Linked DNA regions of Mus musculus: region 1 is linked to region 2. A link is a contact called in public HiChIP or PLAC-seq data. All regions are on one chromosome and are shown on one strand. Each heading gives the region's core, a stretch centred on a gene start, on an enhancer-like site or on the middle of the called end of the contact. The rest is flanking DNA. Distances are from core to core; before and after follow the strand shown. Region 1 has its middle 250 kb from the start of Gm36903. Region 2 has its middle 38 kb from the start of Gm41454.

Evidence for each region. HiChIP or PLAC-seq counts read pairs in DNA pulled down with a chosen protein or histone mark.
Region 1: an H3K27ac HiChIP or PLAC-seq map of stem cell-derived neural progenitor cells shows a contact between it and region 2, with 2.2 times the contacts expected there. The contact joins two enhancer-like sites. A contact is called at or near these places in 1 of 484 Hi-C or Micro-C datasets (brain) and 3 of 115 datasets of contacts at active chromatin or transcription factors (astrocytes, neural progenitor cells and stem cell-derived neural progenitor cells).

The regions. Positions count from the first base shown.
Region 1 is chr16:39,696,158-39,700,017 of GRCm38.p6, forward strand. No RefSeq gene overlaps it. Among named protein-coding and RNA genes, the nearest start is that of Gm36903, 250 kb to the left of the region's middle. Within about 2 kb of position 1,449, at least 8 of the 459 cell types and tissues checked have an H3K27ac peak or open chromatin away from gene starts, as enhancers often do. A contact at or near this core is called in stem cell-derived neural progenitor cells, where this site is marked.
Region 2 is chr16:39,400,502-39,404,008 of GRCm38.p6, forward strand. No RefSeq gene overlaps it. Among named protein-coding and RNA genes, the nearest start is that of Gm41454, 38 kb to the left of the region's middle. Within about 2 kb of position 1,745, at least 32 of the 459 cell types and tissues checked have an H3K27ac peak or open chromatin away from gene starts, as enhancers often do. A contact at or near this core is called in stem cell-derived neural progenitor cells, where this site is marked.

The sequences.
Region 1 (3,860 bases), core at 199-2,698, 300 kb after region 2:
AAACATTTCTTTTGATCTTCCTGCCTAGACTCAATTGCTGGAGACAGACATCACAAATAAATAGCACAAAAACAAAAGTCATTTACTAGGCATAAATATAGGCACATTGTTACCTGATGGCACTGGGGAGACTCTTTGCAATACTCTACTGATTCTCATGCTTGTGATTATTTGAGAAAAATAACTATTTGCAAAATATAGTTCAGCCACCCTGACTGCATATCTGCTAAAAATGTCACATGGATTTCCTTATTATGAGTGGTGAGGGTTCCTAGGGGTAACAGTCAACTGTGTCTTCTCTATATTACTTTGAGTGCATTGGCAGTTACAGAGACAAACGTTAGGTGCTCTAGATCAGGCCGTTACAGGTCTCAGCACTTCAGTCACACGATGCTGTGATTAGATCCGAGATCCGATGAAAGGGATCGGCAGAATAGCCTTGCTGGGTTCAAACGCCCTAAATTCCAAAATGTTCCTGCCCATGTAAGGATGACAAGCACTGATAATTTCATAATCCAGAATTTTCTGGCCTCCAATTACATTGACCTTCCTTGTACTTGCCTTTAAAATCCTAAGCCTGAAAGAGCATAGTGTGGCTAGGTGGACCAAGAAGAAATCCTGGCATTGGGTGCCTTTCTTCTCCATGCTAATAACTGCAGGTAGTAGTAGCTCAGGGTAGCTGGAGTGCCTTCTTCCTTTCCCAATAATATCAGGCTCTGGCACACATCTCTTAGGAGATGCTCTCTGAAGCCACAGTTGACCTGCTATTACCAAGAAAACAACAGCTGCAGGAGCTATCAGAGGAGGATGGCTTGAGAAGTTACCTATCTGGCTGTAATTTAGGGAATTCTATTCAGTTTCTGAGAAGGAGCTTTGCACAGAGACATACAAAGAAACTTCTTCTACCTTATGAATGGATGTTTACTAGTGTTTATATTTTGGAATGCATTAAAGATCGAGGAGAGCCTACATCCCAAACTAAACAGGAGCATGCATGAATGTAGACATGTGTATACACACATAGGTACACACACACAGGTATACACACACACACACAGATACACACACATAGGTATACGCACACACACACACACACACACACACACACACACACACACACACACACACAAGGGCCCAACCATCCATTTGAGTTATGATACTCTGAGCAGATTTTAATTTCCTTTTCACAAAATGGAGGCTACTATTTCCCTTTTAGAGTTACAATGGGCAAGAGGCACACATCTCTAGCTCCCGAAGTGCCTCACTCAAATTCCTTTTACAAATAGCAGTGGTTTTCCTACTGACATGAGTTTAAAAGCCTTTCAATTGAAATCGTTGAAGTGACAAGATAAACGGGTACATTCATCTTAAAGCTTGGGAAACACACAGGGGAATGAGTGTCTGTGAGAATCAGGAAGCAGCCATGAAAATCCTTAGATTGAGCTAAATATGCAAATGTGGTGAGTTGACTCAATTTTAATTTACTTACAAGAGAAGCTAAATAGCATAATGGTCAGAGCCAGACACTCATTGTTTCCTTCGTCTTTTAATTACCAGACTTTCTCCTCCTTCCTGTCCCCCTGCACACAATTGATCACTTACTATCTAGTGCTTTTCTTCTTTGTACACTAACTCCTTTTACAAAAAAAAAAAAAAGCTGACAGTGTAATACTATGTCAGTTTTGCATGGATTATTGTGTTCTTACATCAAGAAAATTAGTAAAATTCCAGCAAAGGAAAGGACAGTTCTAAATTATTTAATTATATTAAATATATTATAATCTCCAGCTAATATCTCTATCTATCTATCTCTATCTATCTATCTATCTATCTATCTATCTATCTATCTATCTATCTATCTATCTATCATCTCTCTATTACATTATGTTATGGGCGAAGTCTTGATGAAATCTTATTTTCCTTAGCAAATCAAACTGTTGAGTGATACTAATTGGTGGATTTGGCAGTGAGGAACATTGTTTAGAGAGAGAATGCTTGACTGGCAGGCTTATAGGTTCTGAGTTTAATCCCGGCTACTATAAAGAGGGTATGGGGAGAAAGATTGGCTGAAAGAAGAATAAGTGAACAGGGGTTTGGAATATGCAAATTATTAAAAAATTATTTGGAAGAATGTTGAGAATTGCAAGCTACTTGAAGCCTTCCTATCTCTGAGAGCTCCCAAATAGTATTTCCAGATTTAGCGAATTAAAAAAAAAAGTAGGATGCCCAGTTAAATTTGAATTTCAGATGAAGAAGGAACTGAACAGAATATAATTATACTAATGACTATTTGCTATTATCTTAAATTCAAATTTAACCCAGTGTCCTGTATTGTATTTGAGAACTCTATGTCCCAGGACACTTCCTGTTTCTTTGTGAGCCCTGAAGGTCTCTGGAAGCTTTTGGTCTTTTCTCCATTAACATGCTCTGTCTTACAGAGCTGGAAGGACAGCCCATTAGCAACGCTGGTTTGGTCCAACTTAGGCTCCTCTGCTGTGCAGTATCCTAAGAATTATGATTTCAAAATACCATACTTAAGCTTGCATGCCTCTACGACTTTCCACAGGACATATTGGAATAGGTTTCTCTGAGCTGACTCCTAGATAGTTTTACATTGAGTTTTGTAAAATCATCCTTCATTGACACATTTAGCCTGAGCATTAAACTGGACTCAGATTGCTTCATTCTGCTCTGTTTCTCAGGGAAGTTTTTATCCCAAGTGTAAAGTGTAGGGTTCTCTCTTCTTTAAAAATCTCTTGTCCCTAGTCAGACTCGTAGGCAAATGTGAACCATTTTTTTCCTCTGGCTTATATAATTTACTCATTCTAAGAGAATATTTGAAATAGCACTGTTGCATAATTTTCTGGAGGCAGGAGGGATACAAAGAAAAATCTATTTATCCAGATGGGGAAACAGCAGAGCAAAGAAATAAGTCCATCCACATACATCAGGATGAACTAATGTGCTCCCTGGGGCCACTCATAGGAATTGGATTGAGTATTCCTCACAAGACAATGGGTGACAAGTCACTTATAAAAGCATGGAGACGGGATAATTTAGGGATCATGTGAGGAGTTGCTTACAGGAACATGGTCAAAAGCCACTTAAAGGAGTGATGGGCTACTTTCTGGAGCACTGTTAAGAGATTACTTATAAGAACAGGAATGAGGGACTTCTTACAGGAACACAAGAGATATATGATTCATGGAGCATAGGTGACTCAAAAGCAGCTACATCACCCACATGTCCTACATCAGCATAGTGATGATTCACAAAAGCTGTGTCAGTGTAGAGTGTCCCTCTCCCATTCAGTAAACCTTCTACCTTCTATATACTGTAGCCCTCTGTAAAGAATGGATGTACTTGGTTGGCAAGATCATGAGAGTCTGATGACAGCCATCTTCCTATGTAGGAGGGAAATTCAACAGCCTCATCCCCCTCTATAGAGCCAGTTATTACTGCATTGTGTTTATTTCATCACCCTGGCTGCGGAACCAAGAAATTCTGTGCACAATTACTGTTGCATCCTCATGGTCAATGGTCATGTCCAGAGGCCTGAAGAAAAACTATGCGGCAGTCACAGCCTCTCACAGAAGGGTATTCACTGTGGATATCACATTGAATACAATAAAATTGACCACCCTCATAATTAGTTGGATGAAACCAGAAGAATAATCATGGAACAAATATATTTTTGGCTCATAGTAGTTCATAGCCTCCTATACCCAAAGTTATCTAAAATCAGAAACAATAATATTTGAAACAAGTTAGTTCAAGGGTTATTGCTAAAATGGGGTGAGTTTTTGTTGCATACAGTCTGACTCATTATGCATCTTGCTCAGTTTTTCTTACTGACTTGG
Region 2 (3,507 bases), core at 495-2,994:
TGACCTCTGTACCTCTTTCACCTTTCAAATTATAAGCCAGTTCCAATTAAATATTTTCCCTTATGAGTTTCAGTGGTCATGGTGTCTCTTCTCAAAAATAAAGCCCCAGCAAAGACACCGACCGAGAGTCATCTTGTCCTCCTTACTAATAAGTCCCCTCTTTTACTCTTGAAGCATGGTACTCAACCCCTGACTCAACCCCTCAGGGGAGACTTTGAATAAGCCCAGTAAAACAAGCCTCCTCCCCTTGCTTGATAACTCATAACTTGCCAATGGTACTCAAGAGAACTTCTGGGGGACTAAAGTTATTCATCCTACTTCTCTACTGCTCCTAATAGAGCCTATGGTGCTGACCCCTTTATGTTCCCTGTCATTTCCTTTAAAGCAGCAAGTGATGCATAGAAACATAAAAACCACACATGTGACTAGAGTGACCAGTGATGCTCTAGTCTGCACACATGTTTAGAAAGGTAAGAATGGCTAGCTTCTCAAACCTTTTTTGCTTTTCTTTACTTTCAGACTTTTCCTTCCAGCCTTTTGAAACTGCACTGTACTGATGTGATCTACAGTGTCTCAGGCATGCTCTTTCACTCTGGACTTGCTTGCTCCTGAATGTAACTTTGTACCTACACAACACCCTTTCCCACTACCCCTTCCTCTCCTGCTCCTCCTGGCCTCTCTTGGGCACAAGCATTCTACCTGCAACTTCCATGGGATCATCTTTGTATTTATTATTCCACAGTGAGTGATATCCAGTACTTACCTTTCAACATCTGTCGTCACTTTCTCCCTTTTTTGACATGAAGTGGTAGTATTATGAGGATGAGGCACATTAGCTGTTGTGATGAGGGAGAGAAGTCACCAACCCACAGACGTGTGCAGATCAGAAGATCAGCTGTAATGGAGGTTCATTTTCATCCTGTTGAAGTATCTCTTGAATTCCCCCAACCTTGAGATTCTTGTGTGTTCATATAACAAATTCGTATTATTGTCACGTTCAATCAGGAATCCTATTCCTTGCAGCAAAGTTGCTCCCATCAGATAGAGTCAGCTTTGCATTCGGCAGACATCTTGTGTAGGGAGCTCTGAGGGGTTTCTACTCTCCAGAAGCCAGTCTACCTTTGTTCCTCTAGCACTCATGGAGCCTTTTTGTTTCTTCTTCTGCTTGTTCTTTGTCTGTATCCAATGTTAAAACTGTCAGCTGAGATCTCTGCTGGGATAAGCGCCATTACACCTTTGCCAGACCCTGGCAATGTCTTCCTTGTGTGTCACTGAAACATTATATTTCTCTCCCTGATGAATACTTCATCTCTTGTCAAATATTTCAGACATCCCATATTTTGCCTGTAGTGAGCCTTGTCTGAAGGACTAAGCAGCCTTTATTCTTCTAGAATTAAGGTCTAGGAGAGGACAGGATTTTGAATTTATGAACATTCTTGACTACTGTTGCTACTCCCCTTCCAGAAAAAAAAAATGCCCAAAATGGAGAAATGCACGAAAACGTTTGAAATGACACAAAAAGTTGAGACTGGGTATATACATCCTTCTGTTTATGCATCCTAGGAAGAGCTTTGCTTTTTTTTCCCCTGGAGACAGGGAGGGAATAGCTAATCTAACTATTAGGGTAGGCCAAATAAGGCTGCTTTCTTCTCTGGGGAATAAGACATGGACTGAAGGAAGGACAGCTGTGGATCTGAGATTCTTTCTCAAAGCAGGCAACCCTACCGACTCTGAGTGGGCTCTGTACCCTGGCTTTCAAAGAGTGCAAAAGAACTTCTCAGCTGACCCAGCGAAGAGGCCTGGGGGAGAATGTAAGATGTGGTCAGTGAGTGCTGGCACAAGCCCAGATCCAAGAGGGACAATTTAGTTCAATATGTTTAGAGAATGTTCTTCAAATTATCTTGTTAAAAATCTGTCATTCTCTCTCCTGGGCTGAGAGTTGATAAAGAGTTTAATGAATATGCAGTTTGATAGGCAGACAACCTCTCCTTCGTTTTCTGGATTTGCCCTTCATCAAATGAAGCCTGGACAAAGGACCCTTGTCACCATTCTGTGTCTATTTGGCTAGAGAAGCAATTTGAATTAATGCTCTAGCTGACCCATCAACAGAGGCCAAAGCCAGCCTCTGCAGATGGGAGGGGAGATTGCTGGCCATTAGCATTGCAGTTTCTTGTACACACTGCTGTGCTGCAGGGCTGGCCGTAGGCTACTTTGTTAAGTAAGGAGCTTGTATTTATCAATATATTATGGAGTATCTGCCTAGCATTCTGAGCCAAACTCCTGGTCTGTCACAGAATCTGTTCCTTTCTCTGCATCTGGAGTTCAGAGAGTGGCCATTCTATTTTGCCTGTAGCTCAGGCTCAAACTCTGTGACAGCCTTATACTCTCCTCTTCTATATGATATCCAACCCATCAGAGAATCCCCTGGCTCTGTTTCCAAATTTGTCCTAAATATAGCTACTGCTGATCTAGTCAGGGCAATTCCAACTTCCCTTCGAGTTTTTTTTTTTTTTTTTCTGGATTTCACACTTGATAAGTTTCAAACACTTCTCAAAAGCATAGTTTTTCTTTAAAAACAGAAGTCAACATACAATGTACCTTTGTTAAGTCCTTTGTTTGCCTCCATAACCTACTCGTCTTAATACCCCCCTCCCCCGAGTTACTCACTCTGACTGAGCACTGTGGCTTCCCAGCTTTTCCTAGAACTTTCCAGAAGTACATTGTCAGGTGTGTATTCCCATTACCCAGAATGTTCTTCTAGATACTAGAATATGCTTAAGCTCTCCAGTCTTTTCTCTTGTGTCATCGTCTCATGAAATGTCGAGCTGGCTGGTTTTACATCAATGTGGCACGGCTAAAGTTATCTAATGAGTGAACGCCAGTGAAGGAAACGCCTCCATAAGATTGGCCTGCAGGCAAGTGTGTCTGTGTGGTATTCTCTTGAAGAATGATCGATGTGGGAGGGTCCATACTACAAGGGATGGTGCTACTCTTAGACAGGTGGTCCAGGGTGCTATAAAAAGCCTGCTGACCCAGCCATGAGTAGCAGACCAGTAAGCAGCATTCATCCATGGCCTCTGTATCAGCTACTGCCTCCAGGTTCATGCTTTGAGTTCCTGCCCTGACTTCCATCAGTGATGGAGAATGACTTTATAATTGTAAAATGAAATACATTCCCCAGGATCTTCCTTATTTATTGCTCAGTGTTTGCATCAAGTACTTATCATGGCCTGATATATACTGTAATTATTTATTGTTTGTTTGCTAACCTACTTTATCACTAGAATGTATAGTTGCTCAGGAGGAGAAATTACACAGTGCAGTCACTGAAGTACCAGCATCATCTGTGATAGTGTTTGGTACATTCTCATTTCTTGAGCTTGAATGAAGGAACAAGAAGCCTTTGGGGAAGAGGCAGGAGAGTGCCAGAAAGATATTCCTTGTGAGGTTTGTCTACTCTTTTTCAATTAGTGTGCTGAGGCTCCATAGTTTGGGATATTGTCTTCT